Linked DNA regions of Anser cygnoides: region 2 is linked to region 1. Evidence: chromatin contacts called from public Hi-C data. All regions are on one chromosome and are shown on one strand. Each heading gives the region's core, a stretch centred on a gene start, on an enhancer-like site or on the middle of the called end of the contact. The rest is flanking DNA. Distances are from core to core; before and after follow the strand shown.

Region 1 (3,073 bases), core at 358-2,857:
TGTTGGTCACAGGGAGGAGGGATATTTCTTAATGTCTCCCCACAAAGCCCATGTATCTGGCTGATCACATGCTGCCAGTTAACCGGTTTCTCAGATGTGTCTGTGCTGTGTTTGTCAACAGCTGTTACTGCAGCACTTTGGTTTTCAGATTCCCGGTTTTGCAGTTTTAACTTCTCTCTTTCTTGATAGCTCTCAAAGCAGTCTGGTCCAGTGTAAAGCATGGAGGGATAAGTCTGACCTAGAAAAAAATGGCATAAAAATACTGTCTGCTTACTGCCAGTGTTGAACAGCTGTATTTTTGCCTGGGTATATGTAACAACCTGTCTCCAAGGAGGAAGGAGCCTCCAATCTCAGTATGGATGCACAACTTCAGCTTTATTCCATCACCTCTCTTTAGAAACCACATCCCGCTGACTCTAGTAGCAACATCTCAGGGAAGACCCAGACAACCTGGATGCTATTTTAATTCCAGCCTAGTGTAATTATGCTCTTGGATAACCTTTTGCATCACTTACGTGATGAATTGGCTGGACCAGGATACCACCGTTGATCCTTTATATAATGCTTCTAGCAACTGCCCCACTCCTGATCCTCTTGGAGTGCTTAATATCTCAGTTTGTCAGAGTTTACCTCTCTGGTACTTGGTAAAGATTTGCTGTTGATGTTACTGTCAGCACTTACCACAAGTTTTCACTACTAAAGATATAAGGTTAGCCAGAGGTAAAAAAGCTCAATGAGTCTTTTCAAAGCAGGGTAATGACTGCTCTTATTTGACATATTATTAAAGATTTCTTCCAAGTTTTAACCCAGAGTACACAAGAGAAAGTCTGCTGCCAGCTAAAGGCAGATGGGTGCAAGCAATTCTATGTCAGTTTCTGAGCAAAGATGTTGGCTGTCTGATGGCTGTCCTGTGTGCAGGCAGAATCTCCCACTTGCTATGTATATCTTGCATTAGCACGTTGCAAAAATCTGGTTCCCATTGTAAATATCAGCAGACTTCTCATTTCAAATGTGCAGTAAAACAGAGTGGGGCAAGACATATTGTCCAGCTGCAGCTCAGTAAGGGATTTCCTTCATTTGTTCAGTGCACTGGCCTGTTGAGATTGCTTAGGTAAAAAACAAAGCAGGCTTTTTTTTTTTTTATATACAGGTCACTTGGATCTGAAAGTGAATTACAACATCAGCTGTTCTGACAAGCCAAAAGGAATATTTTTAGTTCCACAGTTAGTAAACCAAATCAGCAGGACATGACTTTTTGCTTGTTCTCTGTGAAAACCAACTGTTCCCTAGTGCTGGAGGTGAAAGGGTACATTTTTGTTTTGGCACATGGAATGAGTGAATTTCAGCCACTTCACTGTTCTAGCAGAGCTCATTCTCAGAGGAAAACTTGGTGGGTAATCAGAAGTATCTGGAACTGCCAGTTATCTGGCCTTTATCTATAGAGTATTTAAAAAGTAGCTAAATAAGTTGATAATGAGCTATTGAAGGTTATTGTCCCTTATATAAAACATGGAGCAGGAATGCCACAGCTTTGTGGCCTATTTGATGCTTACATCTTGCTACAGCTTCAGCAAGGTCCCTGTTGAAGCACAAGCACCCCAAGGCATGATGGGCACCTGCAGAAATCTGGGATGACAAATCATTCCTCTCACTTTCCTTTTACGTTTGGTACAAGATGAGACAGAGAAATGAGGGAGAATCACTGTGACCCAAGCCATAGAGCAAAAATAATGCAACTGATTCCTCCAATGTTTTATAGAAATCTGTAGTGAAATGACGGTGTCATATAAGATCAGAAAACCCTTCTAGTAAATGTGCCTGATTTGCTGAGAGATTAGATCAGCATTTTGCAACTTGGAAAAGGGATGAATGAAGGGAAGACGCTAAAATTATGTGAAATTGTGAAAGGGACAGAAAAAAAAATACGGAAAAATTATTTACTATTTCATACAGTTTCATTAGCTGTCTTTTAATTCTTGCATGACTTAACTAATCTGGGGAAGACTTTACCTTTTTGCCACAGAACATTTTGGATGTTAAAAGTCCAAATGGCTGCAAAAAGCAGTTACCTGGATTCATGGAAAACAAAGGTCCTCAAGGGCTGCCAAACACTGAGAAGGATACAACATCTAGCTTAGGAAGCCCTGCACCTCTGACAGCTAGATGCACCAGAGAGACTACACAAGTATGCTTGTCCTTATCCTATAGTCTTTCCTTATACATTAATTCCACATTTTGATCTGAATACACTTTTGGTCTTTCAGTTTCAGTATTCTTAAAAGCAACTTCTTTTGTTAAAGGAAAGGAGGAAAAGGTCCTGTTTGATGACTGTCAATTAGTGTTTGAAGTCTTCTTTTCATGCTTCTCTTACATCCACAAAATAGCAAATTCAGAGGAGAAGGTGTCAATTAAATGAAGTTTCAGTGGTAATAAGTAAAGCAGGAGGAATTACTCATATCTAGGGTCTTAATTCTTCCCAGAAAAAAGTGTCCTCTTCTGTGTGAAAAATTTCTGAAAGTTCAACAGTGGAGGAAAGACACTCATTTCGTAACTAAGACAAATCATAATTTGCCATAACTCTTCTGTGCTTTTTTATTCTCTGATGTTCCCTAAAACTTTTTGATGTATTTCAAAAGCCACACAAGTTTGGGTGAACCACAATTAGTATCGTATTGCCTCTGTCCACACAGTTTTAAGTTAATTTTTTAAAAGATATTTCCATTCACATTCAGTGTCTTTTAACGTGGGCTGTATATGATAATGTAAAACTGCTGGCTACATGAACTGAAGCCCTGTCTTTAGAGCTGAGTACTTGGTATTAAGGATTTCCCACTGTTGCTCTACTGTAACTTTTCAGATTGATAGATTCATCTGGATAACATACCTGCTGGCACTGGAACGGGTTGCCAACAGAAGCTGTGGATGCCCCATCCCTGGAGGTGTTCAAGGTCAGGCTGGATGGGGCCTTGGCCAACTTGATCCAGTGGGTGGCATCCCTGTCTGTGGCAGGGGGGTTGGAGTTAGATGATCCTTAAGGTCCCTTCCAACCCAAGCCATTCTAGGATTCTATGAT
Region 2 (3,190 bases), core at 104-2,603, 240 kb before region 1:
GTGGTGTTTGAAGGAAAGAGCAAAGTCAAAAGCATGTCGGCACCACCAGAGATGCTCTGTTTTCAAAGTGAATTTTTATTACACATTGTCAAGGTTGCATGAGAAATTCCCACATGTAATGCTCCTTGGCTAGGAGCAAGGAGTAATCTCCTCCTGTGGGAGTGATGCACGTGATGTTGTTGACCCAGAGGAATTTTTATATATATATATATAGATTTTTTTTTTTTTGAAGTGACCTCTTCATAACTATTTCTTTGCTTCTTAAGATGTTGCTTCCAAACTGGCACTGGGTTTTGATTACAGCTGTCACCTTCATAGTGGTTTGCACTTCATTAGCATTACCGTGCCTCCTCTTGAGAATCCCCAGGCCCTGAGCAAACACAAACCTAGAAATGCTAAAAGCATCCTGCTGCCATCAGTACCTCTGCAAATTGCTTTTCACTTTTAGAGCATCCTTTCTGAGTTATGAGTGCCTGAAAAATCTATTACTGTAGCAGTGATGCTGGGTGGCAATAAGAGGGGAAGTAGGCTCAGCACGTCTGGTTTTCCTTAGAAGTTGGCCTAAAACCTCTTGCACCCCACCCCCAGCTACTCTCCTTTCACCCCCAGGAGAGGTCCAGGATGCACTGATTCCCTTCATGGCTGGCGGGCCAGTGCACATCCCATGGGGGATGCCATCCTGCAGCCCTCCACCCATACTTGTACTTCTTTTATTAATTCCTTCTGGGTGCCTGAATTCATGTTAAGGGGCTTCTGACACCTCCTTGCACGCATTAATCAATAGGTAGCATGTATGTGTACACATACTGGGGCTCCAGGGACAAGTGCTTTTTACTGTTTCCATCCCTCTCTCCCTGTTAATCTCTCTGGTTGTTTGTTCCTTCCACTTGCTGTGTCTTGCCTTAAATTAAACCATAAGCCCTTCATCACAGGAGATGCCTTTTATTGTGGGTTGTTGGGAGGGGTTTTGCAGAGAATCCAGAGCGTCAGGCAGGGCTCTCCAGGCACCACTGAAATAATAATGAAGTAGTTTCACCAAGGTGGGACCAGAGAGGACTGTCGGCTAGGTTGGAATTCTTCTTGTCCCTGAAAATTGCCTAGGTAATAAGATAGCTGCTTTAAAATTGCTTGGGGTATCCCACAGGATTCTGTTTTGACTCTGATTTCCATTTCCAGCACATGTTCTGCCATTTGGCCAGCACGATCCACCCGTGCGAGCTAATTTAAGGTTGCTAAACAGATGACACAGAACATACATCTTTTATATTTGATCTCTGCACTGGTAAGTTCTCTGACTGATGGTTAATCTTAACTTATAATAGGATTTGCCCACACTCTCCCAAGAGCGGGATATTGGTCTGCAACAAAACGGCAGCCTTGGGTGGAAGCGCACCGGGGGAAATGTAGCACAGTTAATTCGTGTGCTTTGGCTTCTTGTCCTCTGGAATGATACTGGGCTTTCTAGCTAACATGGGTTTAATGTTGGTGTTAATTGCACATGTTGGAAGGTTTGACCAAGTTTGTAATAGTGCAATACCATGCTACTGTGAATTTGAGCACTGTTGCCATTTTCTTGTGCAGGTCAGCAAGTAACTCCTGATCTGTTAGACACGAGCCAGACAGTAGCAGCCGGACAGTGAGGTGTGTGTCCCTTCCCACCTCTCCTCCCTATCTGAAATCCTCCCTATTTTGGTCAAAGGGTAGGGTGCCAGGGGTGGTCAGGTTTAGGTACTAACTTGTTGTCGTGGCAGTTCTCTGGGGTTGAACGCCTGTTGTACATTAACTAACCTGTACTAGGGAAGAAAGGTCACATATGCAACGTCAAAAAACACACAATCCACACACACAAAACCACCAAGTCATCTGGGCTACGTGTTTGAGACCTGGGCTGACCCACTTTTCTATTGAACTGTATTTCTGTACCAGACAGGGTTGCCCCACAGGGAGAAAATCTTTGTACAAATGACCATAGAATCAGAACATCCCGAGTTGGAAGGGACCCACAAGGATCATCGAGTCCGACTCCTGGCTATACACAGGACCACCCAAAAATCAGACCATGTGTCTGAGAGCGTTATCCAAACTTTTCTTGAGCTCTGGCAGGCTTGGTGCCTTGACCACTGCCCTGGGGAGCCTGTCCCAGTGCCCGACCACCCTCTGGGTGCAGAACCTTTCCCTAACCCCCAGCCTGACCCTCCCCTGTCCCAGCTCCATGCCGTTCCCTCGGGTCCTGTCGCTGTCCCCAGAGAGCAGAGCTCAGCGCCTGCCCCTCCGCTCCCCTCGTGAGGGAGCTGCAGGCCGCCATGAGGCCTCCCCTCAGCCTGCTCTCTCTGGGCCTCTGGCAAGGGACCTCAGTCCTTTCCTCATATGTCTTCCCCTCCAGACCCTTCACCATCTTTGTAGTTCTCCTTTGGACACTCTCTAATAGTTTTATGTCCTTCTTATGTTGTGGTGCCGAAAACCGCACACAGTAAAGATGTCATTGTAGCCCATGCGGGATATTTATTAGCGAGGACCACTTCACAGGGCCTGGATCCCACTGTCATCTGGTCCTTTGCGAATATACTGTCAAGGCAGTTAATCGCAGATTTAGTGTTGTGCCTTTTTTGTTTGGTTTGGTTTAGTGTGACATTCAGGATTCCTTTACAGGCAACTGTGCAGAGCAGGGAAATCTATGTGAAATGCTTCCTACTGGAGTCACCATCTGGCCAATATTCATCTTGTTTAGTGAAATACCAAGATATCCATAGAACGCAGGTGTTAATGCAGATCATAAGGCACAAGTGACCGCAGTAATAAACCAACATGCAATGAAATGTAATTAACGCACCTGGTGCTTGGGTTTGAAAAGAATTTCAGTGCCTTTTTATTTTCCCTGCACACTGATGTGCATTTTAATAGTTGGAACTTCAATCATCACTTCCAACCAACCCTTTAATCATATTAATTCCCTTAAAAAGTGAACTATAATGTTTGCTAGTAAATAGTATTTCATAATTTAAGCAGGAGAGGGGAAAAAGTGGAAGCACACATGAAACCGTATGCTGCTTAGTTGCATTTTTGTGGCATGAAAAAGACTATTGTCCTGTTTCTGCTGATCTGGTTCTACCACTGGCAAAGGTTTGTTTTCAGTCGTGTAATCCTTGCTGGTAGGATCCAAGTGCTTTCGAACCAGCTGGAACAAGTGAAA

Evidence for each region. A called contact is a pair of places that touch in the nucleus more often than the background predicts.
Region 2: a contact with region 1 is called in a Hi-C map of liver, with 4 times the contacts expected there. The contact joins two enhancer-like sites. A contact is called at or near these places in 2 of 7 Hi-C or Micro-C datasets (both in liver).

Annotation. Positions count from the first base shown.
Region 1 is chr4:15,413,110-15,416,182 of Taihu_goose_T2T_genome, reverse strand. No RefSeq gene overlaps it. Among named protein-coding and RNA genes, the nearest start is that of CPEB2, 170 kb to the left of the region's middle. Within about 2 kb of position 1,607, at least 1 of the 3 cell types and tissues checked has open chromatin away from gene starts, as enhancers often do. A contact at or near this core is called in liver, where this site is marked.
Region 2 is chr4:15,655,139-15,658,328 of Taihu_goose_T2T_genome, reverse strand. No RefSeq gene overlaps it. Among named protein-coding and RNA genes, the nearest start is that of C1QTNF7, 23 kb to the left of the region's middle. Within about 2 kb of position 1,353, at least 2 of the 3 cell types and tissues checked have open chromatin away from gene starts, as enhancers often do. A contact at or near this core is called in liver, where this site is marked.